Linked DNA regions of Sus scrofa: all the other regions are linked to region 3. Evidence: chromatin contacts called from public Hi-C and HiChIP or PLAC-seq data. All regions are on one chromosome and are shown on one strand. Each heading gives the region's core, a stretch centred on a gene start, on an enhancer-like site or on the middle of the called end of the contact. The rest is flanking DNA. Distances are from core to core; before and after follow the strand shown. Region 1 has its middle 18 kb from the start of XIRP1. Region 2 holds the start of CSRNP1 (cysteine/serine-rich nuclear protein 1). Region 3 holds the start of SLC25A38 (solute carrier family 25 member 38).

What was found. A called contact is a pair of places that touch in the nucleus more often than the background predicts. HiChIP or PLAC-seq counts read pairs in DNA pulled down with a chosen protein or histone mark.
Region 1: a contact with region 3 is called in a Hi-C map of embryonic fibroblasts, with 5 times the contacts expected there. The contact joins the enhancer-like site here to the promoter of SLC25A38 in region 3. A contact is called at or near these places in 1 of 5 promoter capture datasets (liver), 23 of 47 Hi-C or Micro-C datasets (adipose tissue, alveolar macrophages, blood and 13 more) and 1 of 2 datasets of contacts at active chromatin or transcription factors (alveolar macrophages).
Region 2: a contact with region 3 is called in an H3K27ac HiChIP or PLAC-seq map of alveolar macrophages. The contact joins the promoter of CSRNP1 here to the promoter of SLC25A38 in region 3. A contact is called at or near these places in 1 of 5 promoter capture datasets (liver) and 1 of 2 datasets of contacts at active chromatin or transcription factors (alveolar macrophages).

What each region holds. Positions count from the first base shown.
Region 1 is chr13:23,893,034-23,895,733 of Sscrofa11.1, reverse strand. No RefSeq gene overlaps it. Among named protein-coding and RNA genes, the nearest start is that of XIRP1, 18 kb to the right of the region's middle. Within about 2 kb of position 1,308, at least 4 of the 83 cell types and tissues checked have an H3K27ac peak or open chromatin away from gene starts, as enhancers often do. A contact at or near this core is called in embryonic fibroblasts, where this site is marked.
Region 2 is chr13:23,843,921-23,846,620 of Sscrofa11.1, reverse strand. It overlaps CSRNP1 (cysteine/serine-rich nuclear protein 1), which reads left to right and starts at 1,423. Exons shown (of 5, transcript XM_003132123.4): 1 at 1,423-1,632. LOC106505568 (a long non-coding RNA gene) reads right to left here. Exons shown (of 3, transcript XR_002338214.1): 1 at 2,521-2,700.
Region 3 is chr13:24,029,248-24,031,947 of Sscrofa11.1, reverse strand. SLC25A38 (solute carrier family 25 member 38) reads right to left here and starts at 1,377. Exons shown (of 7, transcript XM_003358375.2): 1 at 900-1,377. The coding sequence starts at 968.

The sequences.
Region 1 (2,700 bases), core at 59-2,558, 140 kb after region 3:
AGGCTGGAGCATCTGGAAGGGTGGGTGGTTGTGAGATGGACAAGACAAGGGCTCAGAGATTCAGCCCGTGTCTTTCCTTCCCTCATCAGGAAGCTGCATCCTGCCACTATTACTAGCAAAGGCTTCCCTGTGTTGAAAGCTACTTTTCAGGAGTTCCCGTCATGGCGCAGTGGTTAACGAATCCGACTAGGAACCATGAGGTTGCAGGTTCGGTCCCTGCCCTTGCTCAGTGAGTTAACGATCTGGCGTTGCTGTGAGCTGTGGTGTAGGTTGCAGACACGGCTCGGATCCTGCATTGCTGTGGCTCTGGCGTAGGCGGGTGGCTACGGCTCCGATTCGACCCCTAGCCTGGGAACCTCCATATGCCGCGGGAGCGGCCTAAGAAATAGCAAAAAGACAAAAAAAAAAAAAAAAAAAAGAAAGCTACTTTTCAGGAAAAGGAGAAATCATGACTCTCATGACAGATGTGAAGATGAGCATGTGCTGAGGAATTCACTTTACACATATGATTTAAGAAAACTAGGCAGATGTTACAACTGATTCCAAGGAAAACTCAAAACAGCACAAATTTATATGGTACAGGAATGGTGAGTGGAACTGCAAAGGGGGATAAAACTGAACTAGACTAGAATTTGAAAAGACCCAGAAGGGTGTGTTGCAGATGGTGCATAGTTATCTATGGGAACACAGAATGTTTTCTACACCTGACTGTCCTGTCAGAGAACTCAACATTAAGTCCCAGGGAGGGTGGGTTGAGTTTCTGGCAAGGGTGGAACGAGGAGGTGGGTTTGATGTTTGCTAACAAGATGCCACAGAGGACAGTCAGAAAGGAAAAAAATATGACGCATTTCAACACGAACATTTTGCATTGGATTCATTATAATACTTTCTAACTGGTTAGTCTTTCTTTGTAGAGAAGCTGTTATATAGACTAATGTTTGTGTCCCCTGCCCCAAATTCATTTGTGGAAGCTCTAACCCCAAAGGTGATGGTATATGGCGGTAGGGCCTTTGGGGTGATTAGGTTTAGATGAAGTCACAAGGATGGGACCCTACTGATAGGATTAGTGTCCCACTAAGAAAGGAAGGGAGCCCCGGAGTTCGCTCTCTCCCCCAGCATAAAGACACGGCAAGAAGGAGGACATCTACAAGCTAAGAAGTGGCTTTCACACAAGAACCAAGTCAGCAGATACCTTGAAGTTGGACTTTCAGCCTCCAAAACCATGAGAAAGAAATTCATGTTGTTTAAGCCACCCGGTCCATGGCGTTTCATTACAGCAGCCCAGCTGACTAATACAGAAGATGTTTGTTTTGGTCCAATCACTATGGAATCAGCCATCCAGTAACATTTTACATTCCACTGAAATACAATTAGACCAGACCGAATGAAAACAAGCATCATTCATCCACTCTCCTGGCCCTTATTGCTTTGGTTCTAAAGGAATACTTTCTTTTATGCAGCTGTTCCCGAGCACACATCAGCTCTTCACTGTCAGTAACTAAACGGGAGACACCATGATTTCTACAAACAAGTAATAAAGCTAGCAGCATCCTCTCCTATATGTTTTCTTTTTCTCCCATCCCTTCCTTTAATCTAATTAACACGTGTGAGAGAGAAGAAAATGAGTGAATGCTTTGCTGTGCAGTGACATCAGCAGAGCGGGAAGACAAACTCCAGTCCCAGATAGAAAAGCTTAGCCATCAGTACTCTCCATGTCAAAAGAAGGATGTGTTGGGGGGAAAAAAATTTTCCCCTACCAACTTAGGTGCAGTGGTTGGGGGCCTGTGAATTAACTAACAGCAGAGAGATTAACAGGAGAAAAGACAAAGTTTATTTACGAGGGAGCCTTCAGATAAATTGGCTCCCTGGACATCCAAAGATAAAGGTTTATAAATCCACTTAACAAGGAGAGAGAGAGGCAAGAGAAAGGGCTTCTGTGGAAGAATAAATGGAAGGTAAGACGGTTTCAGATAAAGTTTGTTTAAGCAATTACTCATCCCAGTGATAGTATTTAGTCTCCTTTCTGGCCGTAAACCTGCCAGAGAGAAGATTTATAGCAACTGTATTTACCAGGAGGTCATGCTTAAATCTATAAAAGAAGTTGTGATAAGGTTTTTTCCTGTGGCTGGTGTAAACATGCAGATGTTTTCAGCTTTAGCAAAAATTATAAATAAATAATATAAATAAATATAAAAAGCATAAATAAAAATATAAATAAAATAAATAAAAATGAAAGATTGGTTTAAAATAATCTTCATGCTATTGAGGAGTTTTGTTTTTTGGGTTTTTTTTTGTTTTTTTTGTTTTTTGCTTTTTAGGGCCGCACTCTCGGCATATGGAGGTTCCCAGGCTAGGGGTCAAATCGGATCTACAGCTGCCAGCCACAGCCACAGCAACACAGGATCTGAGCCATGCCTGTAACATACACCACAGCTCACAGCAACGCCACATCCCCGATCTACTGAGCAAGGCCAGGGATCTAACTTGCATCCTCATGGATGCTAATTGGATTCGTTTGAACTGAACCACACACAATGGGAACTCTGTGAGGTGCATTTTGAATTTCTACAAGTGCAAAAGCATTCTTCACGTAACAGGATTTTTCAAAGGGCATTCTCTATCTCAGAGATTTTGGTTAAAGTTCCAGAGGTAAGCAAACTGCACCCCAGTGCCCCCACGATCTGAAGTGTAAGACTTGCA
Region 2 (2,700 bases), core at 174-2,673, 190 kb after region 3:
TTGGCTTCCGCTGTCCAGCCACCTCCCCCAGAAGGCCCCCCCAGGTACATACATTCAGTGCATCCAGGAAGAACAGGAGCAGTAGCTTCCCCCTTACATTCTTCCTAGGAAAAGGAAAGGGCAGGCAGACCCCCTCTTGACCCCCTCTATAGACACACCTGTGGCCGTTAAGGGAGATCTTTCCATCATCTGTACCCCAGATGCCAACCAGGCAGAACAGGTCACCCCCACTGCTCACCTGGAGTTAGGTAGAAAGCAACCCTGAGGGCTGGACTAGTCACAGACAGCACTCATCTAGGACAGTCAGAGAAGAACCCAGAATGCAGCGGGAGCCAGACTGGGAGGGGGAGGGTCAGGAGCCCACGAAGTCTCCCTGGAGGAGGCAGTGCAAGTTGAGACCTTAAGGGCGTTGGGATTTTGCTAAGCAGTGAGAGAACAAGAAGGCATTCGAGGTGAGAGGAAAGGCTGCTGCAAAGGTGTGAGGGTGGAAACGCTCAAGAGACGTGGTGGGTGGTGGTGGGTCGGATCTGACCAGGGGTTGGGAAGATGGGTGGAGGGTGGGCTCCTGGGCCAGAACTCGCCGCGGAGACATGCACACACTTTCCCAGGCGCAGTAACATTGGAGGAATTGGCCCTTAGTCAGGAAAGGCCTTGGCGGGAGCAGAGCAGGCAGTGGGCCATTTAAGTGGCCAGGGTCTGGCTCAGAAGAAACTACCCTTCTCTCTTCCTTTTTTTTTTTTTCTTTCTTTTTTTTTTAAGGGAGGGATGGGGTGGCGGTGGGGTGGGGGTAAACTGGTTCCAGGAATCCCTAGCTTTGGGCTTCTGCAGGGTTTCTCGCCCGTGCGCAGAGGTGAAGGTCAGGCCCAAGGATGACCTTCTCCCCCCCCTCCCCCCCCCCCCGCCCCGTCCCCACCTCCACTCCCCTCCTCTGGTTCATCTCCAGGTTACTTTCCAGGCGGATGGGGGCGGGTAGGGAGGAAGGAATATTTGATTGGATTATAGTAAACTGCCTCGGGCAAGGTGGGGGTAAGATGTATAGGAGGCCTCGGCTCTGCCACCCACGGATGGCCTGAGGTACGCTCTGCATTGCTCTGGGCCTCAGTCTACCTATCTGTGAACTGGGGCCGTGAAGAGAGGTGGGGATCTTTACGATCCTGCTCTGCCGGCCCGGAGCTTCGGGGATTCTCCAAAAGTGTGTGCGGAGGAGAGCCCGCGGGATTGCGGCGGAGGGGCGAAGGAGGGGGCTGGGGGTGGAGAGCGCCAGCGGCGCTGGCGCGAGGTCAGAGTCCGCAGGGAGGCCTGCGGCTGCTGCGCCGGCTCGGGAGGGGGAGGAGGCGGTGCCTCCGGGGCGGGGCGGGGCGGGGCGGGGCGGGGCGGGGCGGGAGGCCCGGCATGCGTCAGCGCCGTGAGCCCCGGAGTTTTCCACTGACGAGGAGGGCGGAGTTGCGGGCGGGGCCGGGCGCAGCCAGTCTCCCGCCGCCGCCGCTGCTGCCGGACGCACAGAGAGAGAGGGGCTGCTGGGCAGATCGCTGCCGGCTGAGCGAGCTAGCGAGCGCGGGGTCGCCGTGTAGGGGGCGTTCCCAGCCGGGACGCAGGTCTCAGCGTTGCCCTTGGCGAGCATCCGGATCTCAGGTCAGTGTCGGGGGCTTCAGACCGGTGGGACAGACTTTAGGAAGGGGGCGTCCCGTGCGGGGGGCGCTGCTCCCCGGCCCCTGCCGTTTTCTCCAGCCACCTTTGCTCGGGCGCCAGGACGAAGACAGCCTGGCCCCGGACCGCGCGCCACGGAGGAAGTCCGGGCCGGGAGCCGGGGAGGCGACAGTCTCAGGTTTTCCGCTCCCCTCCCCTCCCCCGCCCCGCCACTGGGACCCCAAGAAGTCCCTGTGCCCCGAGCCTGGGGTGAGTGGCAGCCGAGCCGGGATAGCGCGCGGGTGGCGGGGTGGCGGCGGGCGCGCGTCCCGGGTGAGTTCCCTTTTGACCCAGTTGCCTGAGAACTTTTCAGAAGTTCCTCGCGTGGCCGGAGCAGGTGACATTTGTCGCCTTCCTCCTCGGGCTCCCCCCGGGGGCGGGTGCCGGGGCTGCGGCGAGTGCCCGGCGCCCGTCAGGGAGGGAGTGGAGAGAAGAGCGAGGAGTGAGGCTCCGTGAGTCACGGACCCCTGGAGGGAGGGAGGGATTATGTCGTATGCTCACCTGTTTGTCAGTCACCGTCACACGCAGAGGCCACCGCTGTGAGTCACGGGCGCAGCTACACTGGCCACCCGCGGGCACACGTAGGCTTCTCCCACTCACGGCTCCCTCCCCAGCACGTACTTCCTCCTGGTCCTCAGTTTACCCTCCCCGGGGGCCCCGTTAAGATGCCCACACCACAGCAGCCGTCGCACACACTTAGTCACTCCTACTCCCTGGCACAGTCACGCACAGCCCACACTCATGACACAAGAGGGTCCCTGCCTGGCTCCACTGCCCACCCGACACCTCCACTCCGATGCCTCACAGTCCTCTGGAGCGCAACTCATCACTTACCCCAAATCCTCAACTTCACTGGCCTCTTTGGTCCCCAGCTCCAGAGGTCACCAAGTTCCTGCCCCCTTTCTCCTAAGCCTTTGGCCTGTCATCTCTCACCTAGCTCTGGTCCAACTGGTCACACCCCCTCCAGTCCTGAGCGGGAGCCATCTTTTTAAAATGCAAATCTGGTATGTCACT
Region 3 (2,700 bases), core at 128-2,627:
GTAAGCATGTGTTCAAAGATATAGACGTAGAGAAGACACCACAGCCTTGGCTTAAAACAAAACAAAACAAAACAAAAAACCACACTCCAGCCCTGCCCTGAGCGCAGGTGGACCATAACCTTGACCTCAGAGAGGAAAGCTTCCGCCGCCGCTGCAGACCAGCGCTCCCAGCCTAAGGCCAAGCGGCAACTAAGCCTCGTTTCACCACGAGTAGTAACTCAGCGGGACCTTCCTCCTAGCCCCGCCTGCCCAGCCCCGCCTCCGCCCCCACCAATAGCAGCCCCGCGACACGACCATGGCAGCCAATCCAGACATGGGAGGGGCGTGGCTTGGAGGCTCAAGCAAACAGCAACTGCTCCAGGCAAGCCGCGAAGTGGGGGATACCCAGAGGGTCCTCTCGTCCAGCTTGTGGGAGCGGTACAGTCCGAACCCACCTCCCTCGAGGACCGACCGCTTCCTAGGCTTAGCGCTACTACCAGGCCTTGCAATGGTCCAAATATCTACCCAGGTGTCCTCCCATCTGTCACTTTAGACTTCCAAATCAAAGCAACTTCCTGTAGCACTCGCACCTCATTCCGGGCCACACGGGCACATTCCCCTCATACCTCCCAAGGCCCCAGCAATTCCGCCTATCTCTACCCAATGTAGTATCGAGACCTCTGCTTGCCTGTCCCAAGGGTTGGACTGCAACTTCTTTCCTTCTCCCTCCCTCTTTTAATCTTAGTCAAACTCCATTTCTGCTGCCAGGTCCCCAACCTGTTATGCGTGTATCTGGGGCGCAAAAAAAAAAAAAAAAAAAAAAAGGTTCACCGTGGGCTGCTGAGCCTCGGCAACCTTCCACATTTCCCTCCCCAAGCCGACGATGCAGGAACCCCTGCCTTCCCTTCCTCGCACTTTACCATAAGAGTTTCCACTCTGTCTCCAACATCCTGAGGCTGCAGCAGCGCCGGGCGTGACTTCTGGATCATTGGAGGGGAGGCCTGCGAGTGTACTGGGCCCGGGTTGCCGACCGTGGGAACTCAGGTCCGACCCTGGAGGTCCTGGAGAAGACAACTCGATGGCGGTAGCCAGGCGACGCGTTCTACTGCGGGGGCCTCTTTGTAGTCTGCGCCAGTCAGGGGTCCCGGCCTGCGAGCCCACTGCCCTTGTGTGCTCCAGGCGCCTCTCTTCACTCGCTTCGCAGACTCTGCGGCCCTGCTGTCCTGCCCATCATGCCCTGCTGCCGACTTGATGACTTGAGAATATTAGCCTGGGTGCGACCGGGAGGTGGAGAAAGCGGGAGGAACTGGATAGAACAGCTGGATTTAGCTTCCGGGGTTGGAAACGCGTCACGCGCTGGCGAGGGTGTGCTCTTTAGTGCCACCTGGTGGAGAGATCTGAAACTGCAGGATTTGTGGCTTTCTTGTGCCCAGAGCTTACTAGGTCGGTCATCTGCGCCGACGTATGCTTTTGAGGGCCCGGTTGGAGAACAGCTACGGTCGAGACCTGCTGTGACCTATAGGGTTGCCAGTAGCCATCTATGGCTGTATAACACTTGAAATATGGCTAGTGTGACTGAAGACCAGAATTTTACATTTCATTTAATTTTAATTAACTTTTTTAAAAAACCGAAGCAATGTGGAATATTTTCCGGTTAAACAGGAGTTTTTTGTTTTGGCACATCCACATTTCCCTTTAAACGCTGAAAACTTCACCTCAGAAATGTGCTGAAGAGATTTTTTAAAACATGGCGAGGAGTTCCCATTGTGGTGCAGTGGTTAACGAATCCGACTAAGAACCACGAGATTGTGGGTTCGATCCCTGGCCTTGCTCAGTGGGTTAAGGATCTGGCGTTGCATGAGCTGTGGTGTAGGTCACAGACGAGGCTCGGATCCCCCTTTGCTGTGGCTCTGGCGAAGGTGTCTACAGCTCCAATTCGACCCCTAGCCTGGGAACCTCCATATGCCGTGGGAGCGGCCCAAGAAATGGCAAAAAGACAAAAATAAGTAAATAAATAAAACATGGCAATAAGATAAAATAATCTCCTGAGTAATCTTTACATTATTACATAATGAAACTGATACTGGAAAGATGTTACCTGAATCCAGGTTCTTATTCAAGGGAGGGGAAGAATGAACCTCACTAACACACAGGTAGCAAGCCAGCCAAGTCTTTATTACAGGAAAGCAAACAACTCCCAGGACAGCTGGGAGGGAGAAGGAGTCCCCCCTTCCTATTGTCCTATAGGGTTTTTTATCCCTTAAAGATAGGGGTTACCAACATGGGTTCCAGAAAGATGCAGTTTTCTCTCATTGGCCTTGCCCAATTACTTATATCAGTCCTTGTCCAATAGGGGTTTTAGGGGTGGAAATGTCCCATAACGCTCAAGGTTTCTTTGCCCTTCTCTTCCCATAGACTGAGTCACTTGGGGTTAGAGATTAATGTCCATCTGGGCATAGGTACACTCCCTGTAGTAAACAAGGTCTGTGGGGATGTTACTCCCTGGAGCCCTTAAACCGTAAATGTTAATCGATAGCCATATCAAAGAATGCATCGAAGCCCATACTCCTATACTGACTACCTGAGTTATTATTCCACCTCAAAACGACATTTTGGGTGTATTGAATGAGGTGAAATAATTTTCAAAATTAGTTTTACCTCTTGCTTTTTTAGTGTGGCTACTAGAACACTTAGGATTATACTAGTGGCAGAGTTCCCGTC